Linked DNA regions of Mus musculus: all the other regions are linked to region 3. Evidence: chromatin contacts called from public Hi-C and capture Hi-C data. All regions are on one chromosome and are shown on one strand. The core of a region is the stretch at or near the end of the contact, and the rest is flanking DNA. Distances in the headings are between cores, read along the strand shown.

Evidence for each region. Hi-C and Micro-C count contacts between places; a contact is called where the count stands out from the background. Capture Hi-C pulls out chosen DNA fragments and counts their contacts.
Region 1: a contact with region 3 is called in a Hi-C map of CD8 T cells, with 4 times the contacts expected there. The contact joins the promoter of Cytip here to the promoter of Dapl1 in region 3. A contact is called at or near these places in 1 of 39 promoter capture datasets (hippocampal neurons), 3 of 484 Hi-C or Micro-C datasets (CD4 T cells and CD8 T cells) and 5 of 115 datasets of contacts at active chromatin or transcription factors (CD4 single positive thymocytes, bone marrow-derived dendritic cells, memory CD8 T cells and 2 more).
Region 2: a capture Hi-C map of embryonic stem cells shows a contact between it and region 3, with 5 times the contacts expected there. The contact joins the promoter of Pla2r1 here to the promoter of Dapl1 in region 3. A contact is called at or near these places in 11 of 39 promoter capture datasets (the 3T3-L1 cell line, 3T3-L1-derived adipocytes, the C10 cell line and 6 more) and 2 of 9 other capture datasets (embryonic stem cells and liver).

Annotation. Positions count from the first base shown.
Region 1 is chr2:58,158,281-58,161,490 of GRCm38.p6, reverse strand. Cytip (cytohesin 1 interacting protein) reads left to right here and starts at 1,369. Exons shown (of 8, transcript NM_139200.4): 1 at 1,369-1,609. The coding sequence starts at 1,436.
Region 2 is chr2:60,551,688-60,554,883 of GRCm38.p6, reverse strand. Pla2r1 (phospholipase A2 receptor 1) reads left to right here and starts at 1,576. Exons shown (of 30, transcript NM_008867.2): 1 at 1,576-1,874. The coding sequence starts at 1,754. Gm13583 (a long non-coding RNA gene) reads right to left here. Exons shown (of 3, transcript XR_374557.4): 3 at 1,868-2,096.
Region 3 is chr2:59,483,061-59,486,068 of GRCm38.p6, reverse strand. Dapl1 (death associated protein-like 1) reads right to left here and starts at 1,416. Exons shown (of 4, transcript NM_029723.3): 1 at 1,303-1,416. The coding sequence starts at 1,360.

The sequences.
Region 1 (3,210 bases), core at 120-2,619, 1.3 Mb after region 3:
CCTCATAACACTGAATTTGTACAGTTACTGTTTTCATCTATAGAACTTGGCTTGATTCAATGTTTGCAAGTATTAACACATTTACCTGACTGTAAAATTCCTAGAGGAAAAAAAAAATTGTTAAGCTACCAAAGTTACCAGCACTTTCTTTTGAATTACACATATCTGCCCCCTAGAAGGATGTGTGCTTGTAATCTCCAACTTAGATTTTATATGTTTTAAGGGACATCGTCTTCTTTCTATTCTTATTCAGTTCCAACAGTAAGGAGTCATGCTGTGTTAGAGCGTTACCGTTCTCCGATCCGGCTTCCTCTTTTCATTAATTCTGACGACTTTATGACTCACACTTGGCCAGTTCTGCTTGGGTTGAACCCACTTCGAGTTCTAGTGCACGCATTCCATTCTAGCTCGGAGCTTTTCTAACTCTTGTAAACTCTAGTAGTGACCTTCCAAACGACTTTTACGTGCGTGTTTGACTTCTGTGCTATTTAAAACTTCTCCTTTTTATTTTTGCTTTGATTCTGCCTTTTACGTACTTTCCTGCTTCTGGGTGAAACCCGTTATCTTCAACTACTTGAAAAATACAAAATTTAAAAAATAAAAAAAGCAACTGTTTTCAAGTCCCTCCCCCCACCGTGATGGCACACTGCCACAGGAACCATCCTGTGTTATCTCAGCTTGACTACCCCCTTCTTTCCCACTGCTTTCTTCCCCCCTAAAGTTGTAGGTATGAGTAGCCCCAGATACGAACAATGTTCTGCACTAAATACGCTGCCTTTCCTTCCCCTCCCCGTTATGTTCTTATAAAGCTGATGGGTAATTGCGGTAAGAATAAAGCGGCATAAAGGCAATTAGGTGAATGTCAAACGGCTACAGCTCTAGGGACAGAATGCATTTTTGATGAACTTTAATGAGGTAGAGGGAGGAACACCACAAGGACTTTACCAGAGAACAACCTGGCCAGCACCTGTGACATTTACAGCCAAAAGAGTGAGTGAGGGCACAGTCTGTTAAGTGCACGGGGGTGCTAATATTAAATGAGCAAACGGGTAGGAAGCAAATGAGCGAACTTGAACAAAGTTGTTTTCTTTTCTTTTCTTTCTCTGGAAAATTCTGTTTTGAGTACCCGTAGCCATAGAGTATCAAACTCTATGTTCCGGCTGTTTGAGGGAGGAAAAGTACACTGATTTTTTTCTTTTTCTTTTTTTTTTTTTTTAATTGTAGAAAAGGAACGCAAGGTTCTCTCAGGAGCACTGGAGAGTAGGAGTGACCTCCTCTATAGGCTTTGTGCAACAGTGTCTCAAACCACAGCAGTCACATGGGTTCTGTTGGCTTTGCTACTTTTTCGACTGCGTGTCAGAGGGCTGTGCATTTCGCTTCCTCCCTCCTGCAAGGCCAGGGAACCATGTGTTGGCGGGATTAATCTTTGCCCACAATGTCTCTGCAAAGGTTTCTGCAGCGGCAGGGCAGCAATGGCAATTTGGAGTACTGTGCTGACTCTGCCTACGGCTCCTACTCCGTCCTCACGGGCCAGCTCACGATGGAAGACAACCGAAGGATTCAAGTGCTGGCAGACACTGTAGCTACTTTGCCCCGGGGACGAAAGCAGGTAAGGTTGCTGCGCTGTCTAGAGTGTTCACGTTTGCCTGACCTCTGCTGAAAGTGGTACCTGCTCCTGCGTGTCTCTGTTAACTTTGACTACCAGCCTTATTCCCCGCGCTTAGGAGTCATTTCGGTTCTTATTCAAAGGAGAGTTCTTTTCCCTGAGGAGAACCTCTGTCTACTACCCAATTAACTTAGGAGTTAATGACTGAGAGTACATGTGAGGGGGGAGGTGACATGTCTACCAGAGATAGTATCACAGTTGAAGGATAGAAAAACAGTCACTTTTTTTTTTTTTTAAAGTAAGACTCAAATATTTATCTTCATTTAAAGATGTGCTCAGGTAAAATGAAAGTTGTTGAGAACAATGAACATGAAGGTCGTTTACAGGTACACAACCCACACGATCAACACTCCTCCGTTTGTGTGTCTGTTCATTGTCTCCCTCTGGGCTTACCTCCAGGCCCCGTCAGTTCACAATCGAGAGAAGACTTCTCCTTGAACACTACCTCTGTCAGCCAAGTGAATTCTTCAGTCCTGGAGCAATGATAGAACCTTGGGCTATTGGGAAGTAGGACTATTTCGGGGAGGTGAATGGGCTGCTTGGTAGCTGTGGCATACAGAGCAAGTTGGTAGCTGCCCCCCTCACATTATGTCTTTCTGAAAAGGAAGCTATCAAACTAAACTCCATTCACTTGATTAGGTAACAGCAGAAACAACTTCCTTGAACCCTCTGCCCTTTAAGTAAGGAAATGTACAGGGCACTCAGCACTCAATAAAGGCTGTTCGAAAATTTTTATGAAATGTCTTTAGAGATGAAAACTCAACTGGAAAAGTATGTGTCTAGTGAATTTGTTCTGAATCTTTGGTCTTCCATTTGTAATACATAAGAATGAACTATATACCACTTTATGTATTTTGATCATATACTTTTCTATAAGGTCCAAGGTGTGTATTTGAATTTATATAAACAGTCATGCACAAGATGTTTAGAACTGACTTAAAACACAGCTTTGTGGCTTACTACATTGTGCATATTGTGTTCTCCTCTGAGCTCATCTAACTTCAGCATTACAAAGTTGAAGCGTAGGGGAGAGTCAGGACCTGATGTGGTGAGTGGATTCCTTGGCATTTTCCACAGTGATGAAGCTCATTTGCTAGTAGTTGATTGTCATTCTCAATCCAACGTGTTTTTATAATACAAAGTTTGGTGAACATCTGTATCGATTTATAAATGGGCAACACAGGAAACGCCAACGGGTTTACTCAGATTCTAAACAGAGAGCAGTCTGTTTCTCTTTCTATTTAATACAAAGCCATTACACCAAATTCTGATCATTTGCTATCCTACTATTTGTTCTCGGCATATATCACTTACCAGGAAAAATACTGTTAATAACTGCACCACGGAGGGAATCTTTCCAGATCTTGTTCTCAGCTCAGGCTTTACACGTTGCCAGTCCCTGCCAGGTAAATCAAACTATATGTCAGCCCTGAGGGCTGGAGAAGGGTTAGCATTAGGGGACAGTTTGAGCAGGTGTATATGTAATATGTCTCCATAAACTGTCTTAGGCTTCCTAAGCATGGGAATCCCTAATGTGGGGACAC
Region 2 (3,196 bases), core at 327-2,826, 1.1 Mb before region 3:
TGCTTCATCCTAACCTTTGTTTCTCACCACTTCTGGTCTCAGCCAGCCTCTCCTTCCCACATCACCACTCGTGGTGTGACCATCAGAGCCCATTCCAGTTCCTCCTGTCTTGCTCCCCTTTGGTCTCACTGCCCTGCTTCCTTCAGAGATTAATATCAGCAACCAACTCGGTTATCTAATTAGGCCACATGGATTGCATCTGCCTGCCACAACTGATGCCAGTCATCTTAATGAGGACTGAATCTTCCCACTACAGGCAACATTCCCACAGTAGTGTGGTTCGAGGCCAACAGAGAGAAAGTCGGGGTTGGTGACTGCAGACTGTGTGGTATGCGGTGCTCACAACATGCGTTTTCTGCCTATTGTCAGGAAAGACTTCTGTGTATACTGCTATTCTATAGACTCGAGAAGTACACATTGAGTCTTCTCTCGTCTTCCTCTTCAGCCTTAGTCCTTCAATTTCCTTCTCAGAGGACAACCAGACATCTTTCCTTAAGCCATGCCCCTGATACCTCCAATCCCAAGACTTCTCAAGACTCTCACTGTGACTGAAGTATACACATCTTGCTAGCTCACAGAACTCAAGGCTTACTTAACCTCCACCAGCAAGCTGTCTAGGTTCCAGCAAGACTAAGGCCCTATCTCCCTCCGACCATCACTCCTGGCTATGCATACCTTGTAGGCAGAGGCATATTTCCTGAGTCTGGCACTGTAATTGTCGGTTTTGTTATTGGCAAAGTAAGACAGGTCCTCCAAGATCCCATCATCTGTCCTCCTTTCCCCCAGGTTCCCTTTTACTGTCTTCCCACTTCTGTTTTACCCGCTATGCCAAGGTCTTACTTAGGCAAGGGCCTTGTATCAGACTGCTTGCTCTCTTATGTATTGAATGCTTCCTGTATAATAAATGTTAGTTATTTGGCGGGGAAGGTGGGCAGTTAGAAAGACTGCGACTGGTCACGGTTTGGGCAGCCTGATGTTTTGTATTTATTTGTTGTTGTCTACTAATTTAGGGAGTAAGTTTTGTTGAGTTAAGGAGTAACCGAGATCCAGTCACACACCTTTCTGACTGGGTTCTTCAACTCTACAGTGTGGGATATTTGATTAGATGAAGATGATCTAAGAAAACGGAAGCCTGGGGTTATTTTAAAATAGGATAAAGCTGGATACTGAAGGTGACTTCTGGTTACTCTGGAGCAATGTTGAAGACCAGGTTGGGCCCCTAGGTGTCTCCTGTGCTCTGCATTCCAGAGGCATCCCGGGCCTGAGTTCACCCGGCAGCTCTTTTGACTCCTCTGCCGGCAGCCAAACCCTTGCAAATCCAGTGGGCAGGTTTCTTCTCCTGGAGAGGATTAGCTCGCTCACCCACACTGGGGACGGGTGACCAGGAATTGCAGCAAATCCGAGAGAGAAGTTTGAGCACTCATGGAGCAGGGAAGGGGAGCCACGGTGCTGCTTTAGCCCTACTTTCTCCTAACCCCAAAAGGCCAGAGTGTTTAAGCTGCACAGGGCCCGGCCCTTTTTCCTGCTCCCTCCCCAAAGCAGTGTGGGCGGGGCGGCGAAAACTCCGCTATTTGCGTCTCCACGCCCAGAGTCCCAAGTGTACACGCTGTGGCGACAAGGGAGGCGAGTTCATCTCCAGGGCTCTGGGATGGCGTGGTCCTCAAGAAGAGTGGTAGCTTCTCTTGCCTCCTGCAGCCTAGTCCAGAGCAGGGGACACGGTTCTGATTCCCGTGGGTGTCACCTAGCGTGCCTGATGGTGCAATGGTTAGCGATGCTGCAGCTGCTCTGGCTGCAACAGCTGCTGCTGCTGGGGATTCACCAGGGCATCGCCCAAGATTTGACTCACATCCAGGAACCGTCCCTCGAGTGGCGTGGTGAGTGTCCGCAGCGCCGAACTGGGGGCTGATTGGCACCCGGGACTCGGGGCGGAAAACGGGTAGGAGTTGAGCAAGACAAGTAAGAGCAAGGCCTAGTTTGTATTGTGGTTGCTTGTGTACTGTCCCGGGGCAGATGGGACAGTCTCTTCCGCACATCCTCTTGTCCTCCAAATTAGGGCGAGGTAAGGGGCAGGGTCTTGCCTTCCAGGCTTGCGGGACCTAGGAGAGTAGAAATAGTTTCAAAATGCAAACTTTACACGGGTTGATTAAGAGGGTCACCTTTCAGATAATGCTGACAAAAAGATGTCTTCTTTCATTACCTTCCAAAGGGAGAAGTTGGATCTACATTCTACAGATAACCCCCAAACAGGCCTGTCTGCTACGCCCCTTGGGGAGGCGGGGCTCAGTGGGGTGGACAGCGATGGGATTTGTACCTTCTGGTCCTCCGTTTCTCTAGGCTGAACAATGGCTCTATAATATTCATGAACCACTGACAAATAAGTTACACAGCCCCCGACACGCGTACAAACTGATAAATGCAGCATCGGTTTGAGCATCAGCCCACATACAGTAAGGCCCCAACGTGAGCATAGAAGGAAGCCCAAGGAAAAGAATCAGTGTCCGCAAGGAGCAACTCAGGCCCGAGTCTCTGAGACATAAAAGGTGTGTCCCTGAACGCGTGACTGTGCCGTGATCAAAGGCAAGCAGGTGGCCTTAAACCAGAAGGAGCCTCCTGGCAGCTCCTGTGCGTTCTGTCCTAGGAAAACCTTTGGCGAAGAGGCATAAAACAAGATGTAATCCAGTTCTTTGTTCTTTTATTTTTCCTTCAACATATGCACACATTTTTAAGTTGTTTTTTTTTTTTTTTTTTTCCCTCAGTTGTACTTCAGAGCACTCTAGGGGCTTTATCCTCACCAAGGCTAAACCACACCAGCTCTTCCTATTCTGGAGCAGCCAGAAATGCTCTTAGGTATTTTTCAGTTAAGTAAAACTCTAAGTACACAGGGGCAAGCATATGCATAGATAGGCAGTTGGCCACTTTGTATCTTAGCGTGGAGATCCTGCCTGGGCTTAAGTGTTAGGAAAGGGCAGCAGCTTGTGAGACTAGCTGGGACTCAGCCACAGGAAGCCTGATCCGAGATCCTCCCAGTCAGGGTCAGCACCCACTGGGAGCTAATCCTTTCTATATTTGGCAGACCCAAATCCTGACCTGAGATAGTGGCTGAAGAGGCCTTCTTTTCCATAATCAAGGGCACTTTGAATATGAAAACAACCAGCTCCCTGCCATACTCCCCAGGTACAGCCTGCAAATCTGGAGT
Region 3 (3,008 bases), core at 167-2,666:
ATAAAACTTTGCATCATTGAAAACTGGTTCAGACTTTAAATTAAAAAAAAAAAAAAGGTGATGGTGGTTGGGGGAAGACGAGCTGAAGGATGAAACCTCTTTGTTCTCTGGAGCTCAGTGGGAGAGCAAGCCTGCCTTCATCTCCATCCCAATTATCCCAAAGCCCTTATCTGCAGTGTCACAGTTCATAACAATTCATTGTCATGCCAGAGGCACTGTGACATGCTTGATAGAGTCATGGTGCGCTCTGTACACAGAGCAATTAGCAATCATTAGTGACAGGGACAGGAAGTTCCCCGGTGGTATCATTCAAACTCTCATTTAAGTTTAACTTTGTGCATGAATGTACTGTAGCAAATCGGATTTTTTAGTTGGATGGGAGTGGAGGCAGCAGAAGAGAGTGGTGGCATTTCTTTTTATCCATGCAATATATGAGTTCCTCTTCCAACAACGTGCCCGTTCGCTCCCAGACTCGTTTGCATCAAAACCTTTAAAATTTTAACATTAAAAACTGCTGAATCCAACTACAAGTGTGGAATGTCCGTAGACTGGCAAAGCAGACCGGCCATGGTGTGTAGAACGAGCCGGAAGACTCTGATTCTACTGGGCTGCCTTCTAGAAAGCTCTGGGTCTGTATCAGATCCTTGCCCTTTGCAAAGCCTGTGCCTGTCCTACCTGCCAGCAGCTAAGAGGCCTCCGCCTCCTCTTAGACCTGACAAAGAATTATACAAATAACTGGATTTGTAAATGGAGACAGGCAAGGACAAAGCAGCCAGGCTTTTGAGATGCCAGGGGAGAGGGATAGCAGTTGGAAGAATGTAAAACTGACTAAAAGTAGGCCTGTTCATGCTAGTCAAGCTATGTAAACATAGGCTTAGTTGCAGGAGAACCACTTTCTAGAGTCCACAGAGTTGACGTCAATAGCATGGATTTAAAAAAAAAAAAAAGGAAGGCTCTCTAGTTGTTAGAGCCCCTGCAGACAATGGGTGCTTATTAAAACCTGCTCCTCAGTTTATGGGTTGAGAGCATTGCCCAAGCCCAAAGACTCAAGAAGCAGAAACGGGGTACTGCTGTTCTCTTCATGGAAGTCAGTATGAGGTCAGCTAACCATGGGCATCTTGGAGAAAGGTAGGGCTCCCCAAGGTGGTAACCCCTAGGTGAGGGGTCACAACTAATCTACAACCATGGAGGAGCTCGGGCTGCTGGAAGTTAAAGCAACACTACTTCTGGGAGGATGGATGCCTCTCAGATGGAGTGTGGAAGCCTTTTTCGGTGGGAGCGAGGTCAGGTGGGGGAACCTACCTGCTGGGGCATACCGCCCTTTCAGCGGGGACGGCAGAACTTGTACTTCGTTTGCCATAGTGCCTGTGTGCCAGTGCCTTGCCGATGCTCTGAGGCTGAGTGCCAGTTGTAACTGGCTCATCTCACCTCACTAAGGCTTTATAGCTTCAGGGGGCGGGGCCCCTTGAGGGCATTGCTGAGCAACAACCAGGCTCATCATTAAGCTGCCCTGGAACCTGAGTCTCTTTGGCAAGCCTTCTCTTCTTTCGTTAGCCTGGGAAAGCCAGGTAGATGTTTACAGGACAGAGTGAGGTCTGAGGAGAGTGTAGAGAAGATCCAGTCTGGATGAATTCTTTCTTAACGTCAACGATTCTTCTCTCTGGTAAGAGCAGTGTTCCAGTGTGAGGTCCTTGTCACGTCCAGGGGTGTCACAATGGACAAGACAGAGTCTTTGCTTTAAGACATCTATAGTCTTTCTAAGAGACAATACAAGTGAGCACCTTTCCTTTCTAAGGGCTTCCCAGTGTTGAGCACTCATGCTAAGAAAAGAATTGCAGGTGTGGACAGAGACTTCTGTGCAAGTATAGTAATTATGTATTTCTTTTCTTTCTTATATTGTTTTATTTGTTTTAAAACAGGGCTCTTAAGAACTGAGCCACCTTTCCAGTCCTTTTGACTTCATTTCGAGACAGGGTCCTGTTAAGTTTCTCAAGCCAGCCCCAAACTTAGTCTTTTTGTCTCCACCTCCTCAGAGTTAGAATTATATGTACCTGTCATCACATCTACTATAAATATTCACCAAGCAGAGGCTTAGCTAAATTAAGATGTGATCAAGAGAATGCTGTGTAGTGCATATTCCAAATCATGTTTCAACTAATACTCATTGATGCAGAAATATCGGTGGTAATATAGTGAAATGGTAACCAATAGATGCAACTTTTTGCTAAGAACGTATGAGTTAAAGCATATTGCTGTACCTCCAGGGCCAACATTTAGCAGACAGTACTTGGACAAACTGTTCTTCCATCAAAAACTGCCCTTCGACTAGGCGTGACAGTATATGCCTTTAATCCCAGCACTTGGGAGGCAGAGGCAGGTGGATCTCTGTGAGTTCGAGGCCAGTCTGGCCTATGTAGAGAGACCCTGTCTCAAAAACAAACAAAACAAAACAAACAAACAAAACCCCTAAATGTTAATGATGATGTTAGAGCAATAGGAGCTTTTATACATGGTTATGAGAATACAAAAAAAGTAAAATGTTAGAAGTCAATTCAACATACTTAGCACATATTGTGCAACCAATAATCAAATTGCAGGGAATTCTAAGAGAAATAAAAACTTTTATACACAGAACCCTGTGTACAGATGTCTAGAGTACTTCTCTTCAAGAGTGAAAGAAGTTAAACACAACCCCAGAGCCCATTAAATGCAGAGTAGACAAACAGCTTGTGTTACATGCACACAACAACATACAACTCAGGAGTAGGAATGCTCTGTACAGAGGAACCCCAAAGACACTATGCAATATTAAGTATGCTAGATTAAAAAAATCAGAACATAGATCACGTTGCTTGCTGTATAATTTCATACATGATACAAGCTGGATGTGATGACTCACACCTGCAATCCTAACTCTGAGGAGGCAGGGACATACGACTAAGTGTGGTGGGGCTGGCCTGAGAAATTTAACAGGACCCTGTCTCAAAATAAAAGTCAAAAGGACTGGA